2 separate regions of the Mus musculus genome follow, and region 1 is linked to region 2. A link is a contact called in public HiChIP or PLAC-seq data. All regions are on one chromosome and are shown on one strand. The core of a region is the stretch at or near the end of the contact, and the rest is flanking DNA. Distances in the headings are between cores, read along the strand shown.

What was found. HiChIP or PLAC-seq counts read pairs in DNA pulled down with a chosen protein or histone mark.
Region 1: a contact with region 2 is called in an H3K4me3 HiChIP or PLAC-seq map of stem cell-derived neural progenitor cells, with 5 times the contacts expected there. The contact joins the promoter of Nsmce2 here to the promoter of Atad2 in region 2. A contact is called at or near these places in 3 of 39 promoter capture datasets (hematopoietic stem and progenitor cells, liver and pre-B cells), 1 of 484 Hi-C or Micro-C datasets (embryonic stem cells), 4 of 115 datasets of contacts at active chromatin or transcription factors (astrocytes, embryonic stem cells, pancreatic cancer cells and 1 more) and 1 of 9 other capture datasets (liver).

The regions. Positions count from the first base shown.
Region 1 is chr15:59,372,701-59,376,821 of GRCm38.p6, forward strand. It overlaps Nsmce2 (NSE2/MMS21 homolog, SMC5-SMC6 complex SUMO ligase), which reads left to right and starts at 1,498. Exons shown (of 7, transcript NM_026746.3): 1 at 1,498-1,655. It overlaps Washc5 (WASH complex subunit 5), which reads right to left and starts at 1,487. Exons shown (of 29, transcript NM_153548.3): 1 at 1,341-1,487.
Region 2 is chr15:58,132,522-58,137,046 of GRCm38.p6, forward strand. It overlaps Atad2 (ATPase family, AAA domain containing 2), which reads right to left and starts at 2,561. Exons shown (of 28, transcript NM_027435.2): 1 at 2,286-2,561. The coding sequence starts at 2,453.

The sequences.
Region 1 (4,121 bases), core at 248-2,747, 1.2 Mb after region 2:
TTGTTAATGGCACGGAACAGAACCACAGATCTTAATTCCCTTCTTAATATTACTTTATAGGTTACAAAGTATGGCAGCTTTAGTTTTAGGATCTTGGCATGTAACTTTTTTTTTTTTTTTTTTTTTTTAAATAGGAAGAACCCCTTGTCAAAGGAACGTGTTTTCAAGAATGGCATCTGTTACCCAGTAAGTACAGAACAAAATATCTTTAGAAAATTAAAGTGTAGAGGACAAAAGCAGATGGATTTTTTCTTCTTTTCACAAAACCTCAGATCCCTAAAGAAAGCAGTCTCAAATCCATAACAGAGGCTGTCCCAGAAAAGTTCTGGAATAAGCTGGATCACCCCAATGTGACTCATGAATTTTTAAAATTATATTTATTTTGTGTCCATTGGTGTTTTGCCTGCATGGATGTCTGAGGGTGTTGGATCCCCTGGATCTGGAGTTATAGATAGTTGAGAGTCACCACATGGGTACTTAGAATTGAACCCGGGGCCTCAGGAAAAACAAACAGTCTTAGCCACTGGGCCCATCTCTCAAGTCCTGATTCATTAATTCTTAACATCTAAGACAACTTTCCTTCCTGACCTTTTAATACATGTTGTGGTGACCCCAACCATAAAATCATTTTCATTGATACTTAGTAACTATAATTTTGCTACTGTTAAGAATCATAATGTAAACGTTTATGGAAACAGGTTTGCTAAAGGGGTCATGAAACCCACAAGTGAGAACAGCAGACCTAAGGAAAGAGTCCCTGGCTGTGGTTAGAGATAATAAAACTCCTTCACTATCCCTCATCTATATAGAAATCAAGAGTCCAACTTTTCTTTTCTTTTTTTATGAGTCCAACTTTTAAATTTCCTATCATAGAAGAATCAGGACCCAGTAGAACTACCTGCCCCCAATACAAGGACTACAGCACCATGTCTCAGGTGAGGGAGACTAGGGTATAGAGGAACGACTTGCACAAACTCACAGTGAGCGACAGGACTTTTATTCCCCCCCCCACCCCCCCCCCCACCCCCCCGCGCGCTCTCGCCCATCATCACTCCAGTGACTACTTGATTTTCTGGAGAGTAAGTGCAAGATCAGCCACATTAGCAAGGCACCGCTCCGAGAAACTTGCAAGCTCAGCTATGGGCCAAGTAGCTGAGCATCACCCCAAAAGCTTCAAAGAAGCATGCAAGAGCGATTTCCATGAAGGCGTGGGTGAACATCAGGCGTGCAACCCCAACCCTGCAAGCCCTAGGTTTTCCCGTTGGCTCCGGGGACAGTACCGGACGTGGCCCACGGGGGAAGGAATGGACCTCGAACCCGCAGGCCCGCCTCCGACTCACCTGTCAGCCGTCCGACGCTGGCCGCGTGGACTGGGCGCCCCGGTCCCCGTCTCCCACCCCAGGGATCCCCCTAGAGTCCCGGGCCGCAGAGCGTCAGCTGCCGGGACCCGGGTTTCTGTCCTGGAGTCCCTAGCCCGTCACGTGACCAAGGGGCGGCGGCCCGGGCCCGGGCATCATGTGATCGCTCGCGGGCGCCAAGTGATGACGCAGAGCGCGCGCGGGTCGTTTCAGCCACAGAAGTGGGCTGAGGAAAGGAGTCGGGGTCTGGGCGTGCGACGTTCGGCTAGATATCACCGAGCTAGGTGGGACAGCCAGGTAAGATCCAGGAGGAACCGTGATAGGGGTCTAGCCGGCGTTGTCGCCTCCCTCTGTGCTCTGGGGACCTGGGCCTGAGCCTCTTCACCCGCAGCAACTAGACGGAGGCGGGTTATGCTCACATATGATCACAGGTTATGTGATCAAAACAAAACAAACTGTTTAGAACTGACTTTTGAAACTGAGGCATGAACAGGTAGCTCAGATGGACTCAAGGCCACAGGTGCCATTTCACTTCTGCAGGTGAAGGGATGTGGTAGCCTCGGTGTGAAAAAAGAGGGGGGAAGCGGGGCGGGAGGCAACCTTCTTGGGCACGGGCATGTTGGTGGTGACCCGGAAATGGTAGTAGTTTTTATTATTACTTTGGTAACTTAACGGATTTAGTCCTGCTCATTTCATTTTTGTGAGGCGACGTTTTATATCTTCTAATGCATGTTCCAGTTTAAGGAGATCCCAGCATGAAGGAATGGTAGAAGTCGGCAATTAGCCGTATTAAGTTATATAGTAGAGATGTGTGTTAGGAACTGAGAAGGCGTGTGGAAGAGGAGGAGCCGTGGGCGAGGGAAGGTTTCAGAGAGAAGGGTGTATGCATGCTGAAAACGGAGACACTTCAACTCTTGTCGTATGAGATCACCTTGGATTTAAAGGCGGTCGAACTTTTGGTTTGCTCTATGCCTACTGTAATGCTGTGCAGAAACGTGTTTTCCTATTTAAAACTGGCTTAACTTGACAGCAACTCTTTCATGAATATAAGGGAAGCAAAATAGTGTGCTGAGCCCAATAACTTGGTGAGACTTCAGGAAGTGCTTAACTTTGTTGTAGATTGTCTTGGAGGCTATAGGTACTGGTAACAAAAAGATCGGTGTTATTGGAAAGAGGATCCAAGAAGGGGTTGGTGTAAATCAGTGTTTCTTAACTAATGTGATGATTACGCTTTGTCTTCAGATGATTCCTTGTGGTGAGAGACTGTACTGTACTTGCTAGAATTCTATCAATTCCATAGATGCTGGTCTGTGACACCCCCCAACCCCCCTCCAGTGCCACAGTCAAAAATGCCCCCACGTGATGTTAGAAGTTCCCTGGGGGAGGTGTTAAACCTCCAAACCCTAGGTTAAACCAATCCCCAAGGAATAGTGTTAGAATGTTCAGATGTCAATAAATGAAATACTATATCTATGTAGTTTCAAAAGCATCAGAAACTGATGTCGTAGAGGCTGAGAATTCCCGAGGCCAACTTACCATCAGATTCAGTGTCTGGTGAAGGCATGCTTTCTGGCTTGTAAATGGCATGCACTTGCTGTTTTCTTGGGTGGTAGAAAAGCAAGAGAGCCCTTGGAGCACCCGTTATAAGGGACTAATAATGTTCTGGAGGGTGTAGCTAGTCACCTCGCCAAAGGCCTTATCTTCTAAAACCACCAGTTTGGACATTAGGATTTCAGTATGTAAAGTGGGGATGGGGACCCAAACATTTAGACCTTAGCAGACAGATGAGACTGGAGGAGGCGGGGAAGTGAAGAGTATGTGTTGGGGAAGGTATGGGGAGGACTAGCAGTTGTGGATTGGGGCTCTAGACAGCTCTTGGAAGAGATGGAAAGAGCTAAGAGCCCAAAGGAGTGCAAACGGAAATATTGTTCCCTGATGTCTTAGTCGTGGTTTCTATTCCTGCACAAACATCATGACCAAGAAACAAGTTGGGGAGGTTTATTTGGCTTACACTTCCATACTGCTGTTCATCACCAAGGAAGTCAGGACTGGAACTCAAGCAGGTCAGGAAGCAGGAGCTGATGCAGAGGCCATGGAGGGATGTTCCTTACTGGCTGGCTTCCCCTGGCTTTCTCACCCTGCTCTCTTATAGAACCAAGACTTCCAGCCCAGAGATGGTCCCACCCACAAGAGGCCTTTCCCCCTTGATCACTAATTGAGAAAATGCCTTACTGTTGGATCCCATGGAGGCATTTCCTCAACTGAAGCTCCTTTCTTTGTGATAACTCCAGCTGTGTCAAGTTGACAAAAAACTAGCCAGTACACCTGAGGAAGGCATACAGATTGCAGTAGTGGCCTTGAGAGCAGGTCCCGTGAAGTGGGAGAGGTGGGAGCCTGGCAGACTCCCAGGCCAGGACTGGAGGACAGGACTTTGAAACAAATGGAGGCACGCCTATGGGAGAGTTTTGCTGCCAGGATGAAGGCAGAAGCATGGGAAGTCATGGAAGAGGAAGGTGGGGGAGATGCTTTTCTTTAAGATTAGAGAAAGATGTCCTTGGTTTGCTATGGAGAGTGGTGTGGTGTGGGCGAGGAGAAAGCTGCTGATTGAGGAGAGCAGGAGAGCAGGGAGGAATACAGAGAGAAGGAAAGGAGATCTGATGTGGAATGGAGGTGGTCTCAGTGGACGTGGTTAGTTCATTCAACCTGAAAAGAAAGGAGAACATAGGAACCGAGGCTGCTGGGCGGGGAGGGATGCCCTTCCGT
Region 2 (4,525 bases), core at 1,311-3,810:
GAAACTGCAAGTACAGGATTTACTCCCTGACATGGTGGGTGACACTTGCCCGCAATCCCACCACTTGGGGTGATGTGAATGGGAAGGGTATGGGTGGGGGCATAGCAGCAGGATCAGAAGTCCAAGGTTGCATATGTCTGTCATATGCCAGCCTGGTCTACAAAGTGAGTTCCAGGACAGGCTACACAGAGAAACCCTGTCTCAAAAAACCAAACCAAAAAAAAAAAAAAAAAAGTACATCCATAGAATGGGCTTCAAGAAAGTGTGCGAAGTCCAGAAATCTTCTACAAAGGGGATGTGGACTCCAGATGTACACTGATAAACAGGCTCAATAAATAAGTAGTGTTCCATGTCATTTCCATGTTTGTCCAGAAAATGTAACGAGGGTGATGACTCACCAAACACTACACATTGGTAACTTAAGGGTCCACTACCACATAAAAAAAAAAAATCTAGTCAGTGCAGATGAGAACCTGTTGAAGTCGAAATGACAGAACTGCCTTCAAAACTAAAACAAGGTACATTGTAGTTATGGGTCCCTCTCCATACCTTCAGAATTTAAGGTCTGTCTCCAACATTAAACCAAGAAAAATCACAATAATGAATTTAAAGTGAATAAATTTTACCATCCAAAGTACCATCTGTATCTGTATCTCTACCATCTGTTGAAAAATATGTGACTGGAAATTAAGAAATATTCAAAGACTAGGGTAAGCAGAGAGTTAAGTTTTTTTGTTTTTTGATTTTGGAGACAGGGTTTTTCTGTGTAGCCCTGGCTGACCTGGAACTCACTCTGTAGACCAGGCTGGCCTCATTAAAGGCGTGCGCCACCACGCCTGGCTGAGAGTTAAGTTTTTGAAACATACATTTTTACTTACATGGGACTAAATATAAAGCCCCCAGTTTATAAAACTTTTCAAATACAAAGCTATTTTATGCTTGGTATAGATGGTGTTTTGTAATATGAATCTGTCGTCCTTGAGGAAAATCCGATATAACACCCCTAATTAGCCTCTAATTAGAAGCTCTACAAAAATACCTTGATTTATAGAAGGGAGGACTTCATTTCAAAAATATAAGCCGGGTGTGGTGACGCACGCCTTTGATACCAGCACTCAGGAGGCAGAAGCAAGCGGATTTCTGAGTTCGAGGCCAGCCTGGTCTACAAAGTGAGTTCCAGGACAGCCAGGGCTACACAGAGAAACCCTGTCTCAAAAAAAAAAAAAAAAAAAAAAAAAAAAAAAAAAAAACCAAACCAAAACAAAGCAAACAAACGAAGACTGTTTCATCCCAGTCCCCAAGGAAGCTACGTCTGTCTACAAGTGATTCACTTTATATAGTGCCAATACAAGATTAGGGTTGTCTGAACTAAGTGGACACTGCTGTGTCACTCCCAGCGCAGCGCTCCTGATCAGACTTCCAGTCTCCTGACCAGCTACGCGTCTGTTTTCCTACTCCCTCACTGCAACCGGACCATCACTACCGGTTTCGGAAACTTTAGTGTTTCTTCCTCAACCTCAACCTTTTTGGTGAACGCTGTCCCCGCTGTCCCCCTTCCACCACCGCCGAAGCCGGGCGATGTGTAATCTCTCCGCACTGGTCCCAGTGATGGGCAAGAAGCATTTGCAAACCTCCCACTACAGAGACTGTAAATGCAGCATGAAGCTGCCAGAAAAGGAAAGCTGTGGGAGGCACAAAAAACCGAAGTTCCAATTCCAGAACTGTCTACCACTCTCTGTTTACCTTTCTGGAGCCCATGTCTTCATCTGTCACACCGATAACCACCAACCAGAAGGTCCTCTAAGGCTTGTCAAGAGACTTAAAGTGCAACCACGCAATGTCGCCGTTCGTCCCTCCATATTATGCAACCTGATATTTTACTTCGCTTGAGTCTCACGATGGAACCTCCCTGGACCGTACATGGAGGTCAGTGGACTCTTTACTGTCTGGGCCCACAACTCAAGATGCTCCCGTGCACGCGCTCCAGCAGTCAGGGGGTTCGCACTCCCCTGACTGACGCGACCCGGGGAAGGAACCGGGAAGGAGGTGATGGGGGGAGCACAAGGTCGGCCCAAAGCTCCTCCGCTCGGCCCTACGCAGCGCTTCGGCTCTAGGTTTCCTCTTGCGTAGAAAGAGGTGGCGACCAACTTGCTCTGCCCGCTTCCAGCCAGTTCTGTCTTTCCAGAACCTTCCACCTCGCTGGTCCACGACAGCCCACTACCCCAGAGCGGGGCGCGCGTCTCCAACCCGGGGCCCAAAGCTCCCCGCCCTAGGTCGGTACTCACGCCCGCCGCCTTGGACGCCGTCGATTTCCTCCCGGCTCGGCGCAATCTGGGCCGCCTCCCGCCGCTGTCCTGCAGGCTGAGGAACTCACTGGACAGGTCCAGAGAGTCGGTGGCCGAGGAGGTGGTGGAGCGACTGTGCAGCTCCAGGCTGCTGCGGAGGACCACCATGGTGCCCCGCTTGCAGAAGCCGGAACCCGAGGCGGGGGAAGTGGAGAACCTGGCTCCGGAGGAGGCTGCTCAGGCGCTCACGCGCTCTGAATTCTGGCGCCACAAACTGCGCGCCCAGCGGCCGCAGCGTACGCGCGCCGAATCCCTCCGCCGCCGGCCACGCCTCCTGACCCCACCCCCAGATCGACGAACCCGAAATTCTCCTCCAATCCGAAGAGCGCGGGAACCGGAGCCGACGCGAACCGAGGCGCCAGCGAACCGCGTCGAGCCCCCTCACAGGAATTTGCGACGTCGTTCTTCCAGCTGTAGTTCCGGCTCTCCGCCCTCAGTGGAAGGAGACGGAGAGAGCGGTGCAGCGTCTTGTTTGGAATTTTGGCGCGTGGAGGCGGAAGGGCCCTTTGGCTCCCTGCCGGCGGCTTCCCGCCATCTAGGCTTCAAACGCCAGAAAAAAAAGGTCCTTAAACCAAGCACTTTGCCTCCGATAGGTTTGACTTTGAGACTTGAAGAGGTTTTTATTGATGAACTAACAAAAATAAACTGCACGAAAGAAAGAAAATATAATGGTCCTTAAAGACAGCTAAAAGAACTGGCAACAGCTATTGGGATAGAATGAGTCATATAAACTTACCCGGGATTAAAAAAAAAAAAAGCTAACTTGTAAAGTAATTACGACATAAAGTTAATGGCCAGTCACCTTATAAATGATCAAATTCTTTCCTGTGCTCAGAATGGTTTGTAGTCGTGCTAGGTACAAATGTAATTCATTTACAGAGACAAGCTTTTGCTGTGTCTATTTTGTCAAGGTTAAGCGTAAAAAAAGTAATTAAATGCAACATTTTTTTTTTAATTAGGGGTATACATAATAGATTATATGATGGCTCTCAAACCCCTCAAAGAGATCTGCTGACTGACATTTTTATTTTATTTATTTACTTATTTATTTATTTTTTTTTTGTTTTGTTTTGTTTTTCGGGACAGGGTTTCTCTGTATAACCCTGGCTGTCCTGGAACTCACTCTGTAGACCAGGCTTGGCCTCGAACTCAGAAATCTGCCTGTCTCTGCCTCCCAAGTGCTGGGATTAAAGGCGTGTGCCACCACGCCCGGCTTCTGACTGACATTTTAAGGTGTTTCATGAAAATGGCTTCCCCCGGCAGACAATACCAGCTCTGCTAGCCTCAGCTGAGGAAGATGAGCAGTAACAGACTCCACCTGGACCTGCTTCCCAGATGCTAACTGGCCACTTGGCAAAGAACTACCCCATCCCTCACCCACTGCCAGAGCCCAGTCCAAACTGTGGACACGGGTTGACTGCTCTACCCTGCCTTGCAAAGGTACCTCAGCTCCCCAGAATTCCTCCTCCGCAGAAAAATCTCTCAGACCTTCTGGGTCTGACATAAGGCCGATGATAGGACCCTCTGTGGCAGCTGGTGGTGGAAGACTGACAACCTCTGCCCCAAACAAAGCCATCAAGATCACCATGGAGTAGCCCAGGGTGGCTGTCTACGTAACAGATAAATCACCTCTGTCATTCTTAATTGATACAGAGGCCATTTGGCATTAAAAATAAATAAATAAAAAGCTTTGTTAAACAAGAGATATAAATGTCCCAATTCAATAGGAACAGATTCCATTGAACTTCTAACCTTTCCAGCCCTGGCCCATTTTGATTTGAGGTACTCTCTTAATAAACAGTTTCTGTAGCTGGCAGTGGTGGTTCATTCACGCCTTTAATCCCAGCACTCAGGAGGCAGAGGCAGGTGGATCTCATGAGTAGTAGGCCAGCCTGGTTTATAAGACTACACACAAAAAAAACTTTTTTCTAAAACAAAACGTGTGTATGTATGTATGTAGTAGCAGTTTCTGTTTCTACCACTATCCACATATCCCTGTCTCAATTCTTTGTTCTGAGGCAGAAGAAACTGGAGATCCCAGTGGGCATTTAGTTGGACCTTGATATTCATCTATAATACTCCTGTTTTCTACCCCTTGAGTGCTGAATTACACATCTGTACCATCACACCATTTATGTGGTGCCTGGGATTGAATCAAGAGTTTCTTTCCTTCTTTCTTT